Regions from separate parts of the Mus musculus genome. Here all the other regions are linked to region 2. The links are chromatin contacts, called in public promoter capture Hi-C maps. All regions are on one chromosome and are shown on one strand. Each heading gives the region's core, a stretch centred on a gene start, on an enhancer-like site or on the middle of the called end of the contact. The rest is flanking DNA. Distances are from core to core; before and after follow the strand shown. Region 1 overlaps Dtnb (dystrobrevin, beta). Region 2 overlaps Dnmt3a (DNA methyltransferase 3A). Region 3 overlaps Dtnb (dystrobrevin, beta).

Region 1 (2,700 bases), core at 65-2,564, 150 kb after region 2:
GTGCATTTGGCTTTCAATCATGATTTTGTCTCTACCTGAATCACTGTTATATAGAAGCTAAGACGAACTTCTGGACTCAAAAGGGTAGAAGGCAAGGTGTTTATTTTTCTTGGTGCAAAGAAGAAAGCATATTGAATTTCTGGAACGAAGCACAACGTACTATGACTTACAATAAACTCAAAGAACAAAAAGAAAGTTGATATATAAAATCTTAGTTAAGAAAGTTCATACATTCTAAGACTAGAATTCTCCAGTCTTTTCCTGGGTTGGCTACCCCTATGTAAGATGGTCTCTCCATTGGGTCCCCAAAACCAATTCTCAGATAAATGGTCAGAAACCTCACTAAGAGAAAAGTGTCTCATGGACAGTACCAAATACTCAGGTTGCACATAAGAAACAAGACTAGATAGGACCTGGAGGACGTGGTTAAAAAGGTAAGGCTAGGTCAGTAAGAGGGTGAGAGCTCAAACCTACCAATCAGTGATAGTCTAGAATGCAACAAGGCGAACTGAAATTCCACTTCTATGATAATACCTTGTTCAGTAACACTCCTCCTGGAGCTGAAGAGATGGCTCTGTGTCTGAGAGCACAGGCCCCTCTTCTAGAGGAGCAGAGAGTATGGTGCTCAGCACCTCTGAGCCAGTGGTGATTCCAACCCATATCTGCCTGGCTAGATCAGCTGGAGTTTTAGCTGCACAGTTCTAGGTATCTAGAAGGTATTTCTCTGTAACATGGCCAAGAATATTACAGCCAAGACCACACCTAACCCAGAATAATCTCTTTCCACTGTTTTCTTGGCAGGGACATTTATTTTCCCAGATTCTGGGGTTCTAAATCTAGAATCCATGGCTTACTCTGTCTTGTCTTTGGCTGTTTTTTTGTTTTTGTTTTTTAATGATATCTGGATAGTAGGTAGCATTCTGGAAAGAGTGTGTGTTCGGGAGGATTTCTCTAGTCTAGTGTGTGTGAGTTTCCTAGGGAACATGGGGAACAGTTTTCATATCATATACACATTACAGTCAGGAAAGCAAAATACAGAAATACAGTATATGATGGAAATAAGATAGAAGAAAGCCTCTTAGCTTGTCTTTTATGGAATGATCAAAACAGAGGCATACCCCTCAGATCCAAGAATTATTTCTCCTTTCTAATCATTCTCACTAAAAACTTCCTGCCAGTGTTCACAGAGCTCTATGAGAACATAATTATATTTCCTCTTTTTACAAAATGAAACCAAAACCAAAACAAGGAACTGCTGGGGCCCTGCAGGGAGCATAGGAGCAAGAGGGATAAACATGCACTCTGGGTAGACGTCCACACGCCATCTGCAGGCCACTGGATCCAGCCGACAGCTGTGCGTGCAGAGACTGAGGCCCAGGGCAAAGGCTGTGGGGTTACCTTGAAGTACATCAATTCATCCACTCACCAAAAGCCAAGGTTTTGCAGACTTAGGAGGCAGGAGTGTAACTGAGGCTCAGGATGACAATGATCTGACTTCTATTTCCATATTTAAGGCATTGTGCCAACCAAGAAGTTACATTCCTACTAACCAGAAAATTATGTCCCTACTATTTGAGAATGGAATTTGTGTTCGTTTCTTTTGAATGCTCTAACAGACTGAGCATTAAACAGACTCTGATATATGTGGCAGAGCATTGCGAGTCAGAGTCAATGTAACTCCTGGCTGTGTTGGAAGTCGATCCAGGCTTCTGTTATGGGGTGAGAAACATGGGAGCTGTATGAGAGGAGCATAGAAATCCTTCATGGAAAGCTGGACCCCAGGCCATGGACACATACATGGACAGCTTAATTTTAATTGAGCCTTAAGAGATCCAGAAGTGCCGGGTGGTGGTGGCGCATGCCTTTAATCCCAGCACTTGGGAGGCAGAGGCAGAGAGGCAGAGGCAGAGAGGCAGAGGCAGAGAGGCAGAGAGGCAGAGAGGCAGAGGCAGGCAGATTTCTGAGTTCAAGGCCAGAGAGAGAGAGAGAGAGAGAGAGAGAGAGAGAGAGAGAGAGAGAGAGAGAGAGAGAGATAGATCCATATATCCAGAAGTGATATGATATGTTATACTGGGGGGAAATACACATCTGAGATGTCTCCTAAGGGAGCTGGGATGTTTAGTCCTTCCAGATCTGGAGTGATCTGGACTGTATCCAGATGAACATAGTCATTGCTGTCTGTCTGTCTGTCTGTCCGCCCGCCCGCCCGTCCGTCCGTCCATCCATCTATCTATCTATTCACCTATCTATTTATAGAAAGAGTCTATATTGTCCTGGGTGTCCTGGAACTTGCTCTGTAGACCAGGCTGGCCTCTAAATCACAGAGATTCACCACCTCTGCCTCCTCATTGCAGGGATTAAAAGTGTGTGCCACCACACAGAGCTGAAATTTGTTTTTCTGACTCCTTGTAAAGAGGATTTCTTCGTCACAACTCAGTCTCCTGAATGGATCTGCCTATTTCTTGAGAGTAGCTGGACCAGAATTGCTGCTACAGGCACGTGAACTGGTTATGTTCCTCACAATTAATACAATGATTAACTTGTGCAGTCTTCTTGCTAATGGTGGTTTTCCCTCAGCAAATATTTATTGAGTATCTGCAGTGCAGCAGGCTGGGTTAGAGACTGGAAACACAACAGTAAAGAGAGCTGGCAAGGTCCTTTAATTACAGACTCATGATGGTTGGGTCATGATTAACCCTA
Region 2 (2,700 bases), core at 138-2,637:
ACGGTGCTTTTTTTTTTTTTTCCGTTTTTCTTTTTGCACAAAAACAGTCCATTTATTCAAGTGTTCTCCAGCACAAGTACATTAGAAAGGAGCTTTATTATATTCTTCTGGGCACAAAAAAAAAAAAAAAAAGTGATGAAGCGGAACTGACGGACTCTCTACACCTGCTGTACGCATTGACCTTTTAATATTTCTTCAACAGCTATGTCACAAGCATCACGTACACAGAGATACAACAGGACACCGGAGAGTGCAGCAAGCTGTATGCAGCCCCCCACACCCCTCCTGGCTGTCCCAGAACCAGACTGTGAAATGTACATTATTACTGTCAATAAATAGAGAAGCAACCCTAACAAAAAATACAGTGGTAGAAGGAAGCCGGGACCAGGAAAAACAAACGACAATTCTTAAAAAAAAGAATTAGGAAAAGAGAGAGCTAGGAAGAGGAACCGAAAGAGGACCAGGGGGGACCGGGGAAGGTTCTGGAAGGTCCTGCACTTAGCTGCGTGGAATGTGGAGTCAAAGCGCTCTGCCACCGGGGTCAAAGCGAATTCGTCTGTAACAGTAAAAGTTATTACCAAATCAGCTACGGAGTTTATGTTGTAGTATGAATACATGATTTCCCACAAGTAAGCACCCGCTACTTCGATGTCTCAGCTAAAACACGTGAAATCGCTCACTTAGTTTTCAAGTACAAAGTTAAAATGCCTTTTTAATAATAATATATCAGAGTAAAATAATAGTCTCTTTTAAACTCCACTACAAGAAAACAAAACAGAACATCATTGTCCAGACAGCAGACTTAATTTAACAATATATATTTTTAATAAAATGTGTTTAGCACCGTGTTGAGTCACCTCCTCCCTCTGCGTATTCTAAGGAATTTCAGTGATTGTTGTTTCTGTAGAATTCTACGGCCGGGCAATCAAATTAGTCTGTAAAATGGGACTATGTGAGACTTTAGACCACTGCTCATGCCCTCAGGCTTGGTGCTGGGTTAAACCCACTCTATGGCCACTCTATGAGCCCACAAACGAAGCTTGTCCCGGTAGGGGAGCCAGTTAATAGAGTTCTGGGGTCCCCTGGAGAAGCTTTGAATCCCTACCAGCAAAGGGCCTTCCATAGATCTCCATCTTGGCCTGCCTCTTGGTCTCAGCGCCTACTCCAGTGTCTGGGCTAGAGACTTGTCTCCAACCAAAGGCTAACCTTAGCGGTGTCTTGGAAGCCTGCAAGGACAAGGCCTTTCCTCCCAAAGTTCAGCTTTCTCTACACAAACATACACAAGCTCACAATGACCCCGATCAACCGAGTCCTTTCCTTCGGACTTCTGACCCAGCACTGCTCCTAGTGCTGATACTGCCTGGATGGGACAGGATCAATTGGAAAGGGCCACTAAGTCCACCTCCTCACAGGGTGGCTCTGCCAAGTGAACAAGTCAGCACTGCCACTCATCCCAAGCCCTGGGAGCCGCCAAGCGTCAAACTCAGATCCAAACACAGGCCTGCTTGGAAACTCAGCTGCAGTGGTCACGTAGCCCCAGCTCACAGCCAGGGCTCTTACAGTGACAGTTCCTGAAGACCTTGTAGTGCCATAAAAGCTCTGCACCAACCAGACAGGCCCAGGAATTTTCTTCTACTCTCTGGACACACTGTACAGTAAAGAATAGAGAAACCAACAATTTGTATCTTCCTGTAAACACACTCCTTCAAAGTGGCTCAGCCTAACTCCAATCCTAAGCCAGCAAGTGAGGACCACAGCACCCCCAGAACAGAGACACTATTGGGGAGGGTAGATGCTGTTGATGTTGGCCTCCACTCATTGCTCCTGCATCCACACTTCAGTCATTTGCCAAAAGCCACAGGGATCTTTATGCCTGCGGATCTTTCTACCTGCTGCCATACTCAGCCCGGCCACAAAAGTGACTCGGTCCAGGAGGCTCTTTAGGGGACCTCAGCTTTCTAACAGGGTATTCCACAGCAGAGAAACAGCCGACTGCAGGCTCCCGGGCTTACTGGGTCCTATGAGAGGAATTAGCACCAGCTTGGGACCCCGCTGGTATGTGTGCCTCCTCAGGAGGCCTTAGTTCTGTGACCCTGGTGCTAGCACCAGCTACCTCCCCTGGGCAAGGGCCACAGATCTTCACAAATCTTCACACTTACACGGCACCTGCTGAGAGGTGGCTGTCACCCAGTCCCCAGCACCTTAGTTTCTAGGGAAAACAAGCCTAGTCTTTGGAAAGGAAAGCCCACAGGGAACCTCCCATGACTGAATCCAGCTTCAGCCCCACCTGCAGTGAGCTAGTTCCTAGATGCACTGCAAACTCCCCACAACCTCCCCTCAGCTACCCCAGCATCCCAGCAGCTCTCCTCAGAGGTGACCCTAGAAGCCGCACTTGGGGTAGAGACGGATGAATAGCCAGATTGGCACAGTCCCAAAGACACCCCTCCCCAAAAGATATTGGGGGCTAACTCGCCTGGTGCCCTCACACTATGGTAAGACTAAGCCTACAGATGGGGCTGGAAGGAAAGCTAGAGAAGGCCACCCGATGCCCGCCCCATGAGGAGTCCATCAGGGACCGTGTCAGGTCAGTACTGGTCAGCCACCTGGAAGCCTCTACTCAGTCCCTTGGGAACTCCTCCTCCTGAGCCCTCACACTAACCCCAGGCACGGGAGCACCAGGCCCAGCTGAGGCGGCACTAG
Region 3 (2,700 bases), core at 146-2,645, 210 kb after region 2:
CCAGAATTTAGAATCCTTGTTATATTTATTTGTGTGGCTTTAGTGTGTGTGCCCTAGCACACACCATGGCATACAGATGGGGAGGAGGTGTAGCTTGCTGGATTCGGTTTGCACCTACCAGGCCCAGGGATTGATCACCAGCCTTGGAGGCTAGCACCTTTACCCACTGAGTCACCATGCTGGCTAGTGAGAGCAGGGCCCATAGGACTTGTTTCACCTCTGTATTTATCTTATTCACATTGCATACTTAAAACCACGACTGTAACACAGCAGAAGCTCAAGAAATATCTGTTCAGCCAGGCAGAGTGGAGCACACCTACAATCCTCTAAAGTCAGGAGGGGAAACAGAAGGAAGAATCAAGAAGCTCAAAGCCATCTCTGCCTACACAGGTTTAAAGGCCAGCTCAAGTTACAAGAGACCCTCCTTAAACTTCAGTAACCATAACAAATCTATGAAATAATGAATAAGTCTCTCTTATACCTGATATTTTTATGATTCTACTTAATATTCTGACTTCAAACAACATCTCAGCTAAAACTCTAAAATGCCAAGAAGTGCAGGGCCCACCTGAACTGAATTGTAATGAGGTAAGTATCTAAACAGGGGGCTAGAAGGGTATCAGGCAGGCCACTTTGACTGGGAGAAGACATGATGATTAAATAAAACTTTCCGAGAATACCTGAACCCCTGGAACCAGCAGCACTGTGTGCATATGCTGAGCACAACTGGCCAACTATGCCAGCTAAACCATTCTTGAGGCTGGGTGCAGTGTTACACAGAAGTGCTGTGTGACTTTTCTATGAGAAATGCACAGAAAACACTACAGGTGGCCAAAGAAAGAATTCTGCATGTGTCCAGATAAACATGAATTTATGGGAATTACTTGCAAAGGCATGGGTAACTCTTAGGAAACTGCATCCCCAAAAGCCCGACCCAAGCATACTCCAGCACCCCAAAACTGTTGTGCAGCTGAGGCCTGATTATATGAAGTGAGATGGGGTAAGGGGCTGGAATCTCAGGTAAGGGTGGGTCTGCAGTCATCAGTCTTCTCCTAGAAGGTAACGACCTCATCTTGTGGGATGTCTCAGGAAGCAATCACATCTGCTCTAATTTCAAGATGATAAAGGCATGTCACCCCCAGAAGACAGAGCTCCACAGCTATAATTCCAGAACTCAGGAGGCCACGGCAGGAGGACCATGAGTTTGAGGTCAGCCTGGGATACACAGTAGGAACCTATCTTAAAAACAAAGACAGACAAACCCACACAGCTGCACATACAATTAGATAAGACACGAAGAGTATGAAGGAGTAAAACCATGTCAGATGGCATGATCTCACATGTAGAAAACCCTCCAGAACTCACACAAAAGGACTACTAGAGCAGAGTTCAGCGCAGCTGCAGGACGCAAGATCAATGAACAAAACATCAATTATATTTCCAAATATTAACAGTGAACAAGTCTAAAGTCTAGAAAAACAAATTCATTTACAATAGCATCAAAATAATAAAATAGCCATGATAAACATAACCAAAGTGTAAGACTTGCATTCTTAAAACTATAAAACATGCAGTAGGAGACAACATAAATAAATGGAAGGATGCCTCGCATTCATGAGTTAGAAAACTCCAAAGTTGGAAGGTGACAACCTCCCTGACATGACCTGTAGATGGAATGCTTCCATTATCAATGCCATAGCAGCCCTTTTCTGCAGAGCCCATTGAGCAGATTTAATAGAAACACAAGGAGTATGGAAAAGCTAACCTTACATCCAAAGGGTCAAAGCTGGATGACAGGTAAGGCATGAATTCAGACTTATTTCAAGAAAGCCAGTTTGATATCTGTTCAAATGGTCTGTAGATTCTTAGCACCACAGAACACAACAAATACTAAGAGCTCCTCCACCCTGCCAAGTGTTCAGGTCAGAGTTCAGACACACACATACATGTTATTGTTGCCTACAGAACCCAGAGTAAAGTTCATCTTGCAGCAGTGCTACACTCAAGGTCCTTACTGTCGCCGTCTGTAGACGCACTTCCAGGAAGCTGAAGGGCAGCATGCAGAGAGAGAACGTTTACGGCATGTTTTCCTGTTAAAGATGGTAAATTAGCGGTGCTGCCAGTACCTTTTCCCGTGGAGTTGCTTCACTGCCTACCTCAGCTACAAGTCTGACTTGAGGCTTATAGTCAAGTTATTTTTCTCACTGGCCTGGGAGTCATAAGAAGCCAGTGACCCCCAGGGATGTGACTGGCTTCACCTCCCTAGTGCTAGGATTACAAGTACATGCTACCAAGTCTGGCTTTTTTTTTTTTTTAATTTATTTATTTATTATATGTAAGTACACTGTAGCTGTCTTCAGACGCTCCAGAAGAGGGCGTCTGATTTAATTACAGATGGTTGTGAGCCACCATGTGGTTGCTGGGATTTAAACTCAGGACCTCTGGAAGAGCAATCAGAGCTCTTAACCACTGAGCCATCTCTCCAGCCCGAAGTTTGGCTTTTTTATGTGGGTTCTCAGGACCAAACCCAAGTCTTTGAACTCATTGCACACCAAGTGATTTACTGATGGAGGCATATCCCTAGCCCGAAAACTGTGTGTGTTCCTATATTTGTGGTGCATATGTGTGCACTCAGGGTGGCCAAAGGGTGACCTCAAGTCTCACTTTTCAGAGGCCATTGCCTGATTTTGGAGAAAGGTC

The links. Promoter capture Hi-C pulls out the DNA fragments that hold promoters and counts their contacts.
Region 1: a contact with region 2 is called in a promoter capture Hi-C map of liver, with 1.9 times the contacts expected there. The contact joins two enhancer-like sites. A contact is called at or near these places in 1 of 39 promoter capture datasets (liver), 3 of 115 datasets of contacts at active chromatin or transcription factors (a beta-TC-6 cell line, bone marrow-derived macrophages and thymic regulatory T cells) and 3 of 9 other capture datasets (adipose tissue, embryonic stem cells and liver).
Region 3: a contact with region 2 is called in a promoter capture Hi-C map of liver, with 2.5 times the contacts expected there. The contact joins two enhancer-like sites. A contact is called at or near these places in 10 of 39 promoter capture datasets (the 3T3-L1 cell line, 3T3-L1-derived adipocytes, the C10 cell line and 5 more), 2 of 15 datasets of contacts at CTCF or cohesin (large pre-B cells and pro-B cells), 5 of 484 Hi-C or Micro-C datasets (adipose-derived mesenchymal stem cells, bone marrow-derived macrophages, myocytes and 2 more), 3 of 115 datasets of contacts at active chromatin or transcription factors (astrocytes, embryonic stem cells and microglia) and 2 of 9 other capture datasets (adipose tissue and liver).

Annotation. Positions count from the first base shown.
Region 1 is chr12:3,758,220-3,760,919 of GRCm38.p6, reverse strand. All of the region lies in intron 15 of Dtnb (dystrobrevin, beta), which reads right to left. Among named protein-coding and RNA genes, the nearest start is that of Dnmt3a, 47 kb to the left of the region's middle. Within about 2 kb of position 1,314, at least 112 of the 459 cell types and tissues checked have an H3K27ac peak or open chromatin away from gene starts, as enhancers often do. A contact at or near this core is called in liver, where this site is marked.
Region 2 is chr12:3,910,813-3,913,512 of GRCm38.p6, reverse strand. Dnmt3a (DNA methyltransferase 3A) reads right to left here. Exons shown (of 23, transcript NM_007872.4): 23 at 1-2,700. Among named protein-coding and RNA genes, the nearest start is that of Gm31623, 17 kb to the right of the region's middle. Within about 2 kb of position 1,387, at least 9 of the 459 cell types and tissues checked have an H3K27ac peak or open chromatin away from gene starts, as enhancers often do. A contact at or near this core is called in liver, where this site is marked.
Region 3 is chr12:3,702,371-3,705,070 of GRCm38.p6, reverse strand. All of the region lies in intron 9 of Dtnb (dystrobrevin, beta), which reads right to left. Among named protein-coding and RNA genes, the nearest start is that of Dnmt3a, 100 kb to the left of the region's middle. Within about 2 kb of position 1,395, at least 7 of the 459 cell types and tissues checked have an H3K27ac peak or open chromatin away from gene starts, as enhancers often do. A contact at or near this core is called in liver, where this site is marked.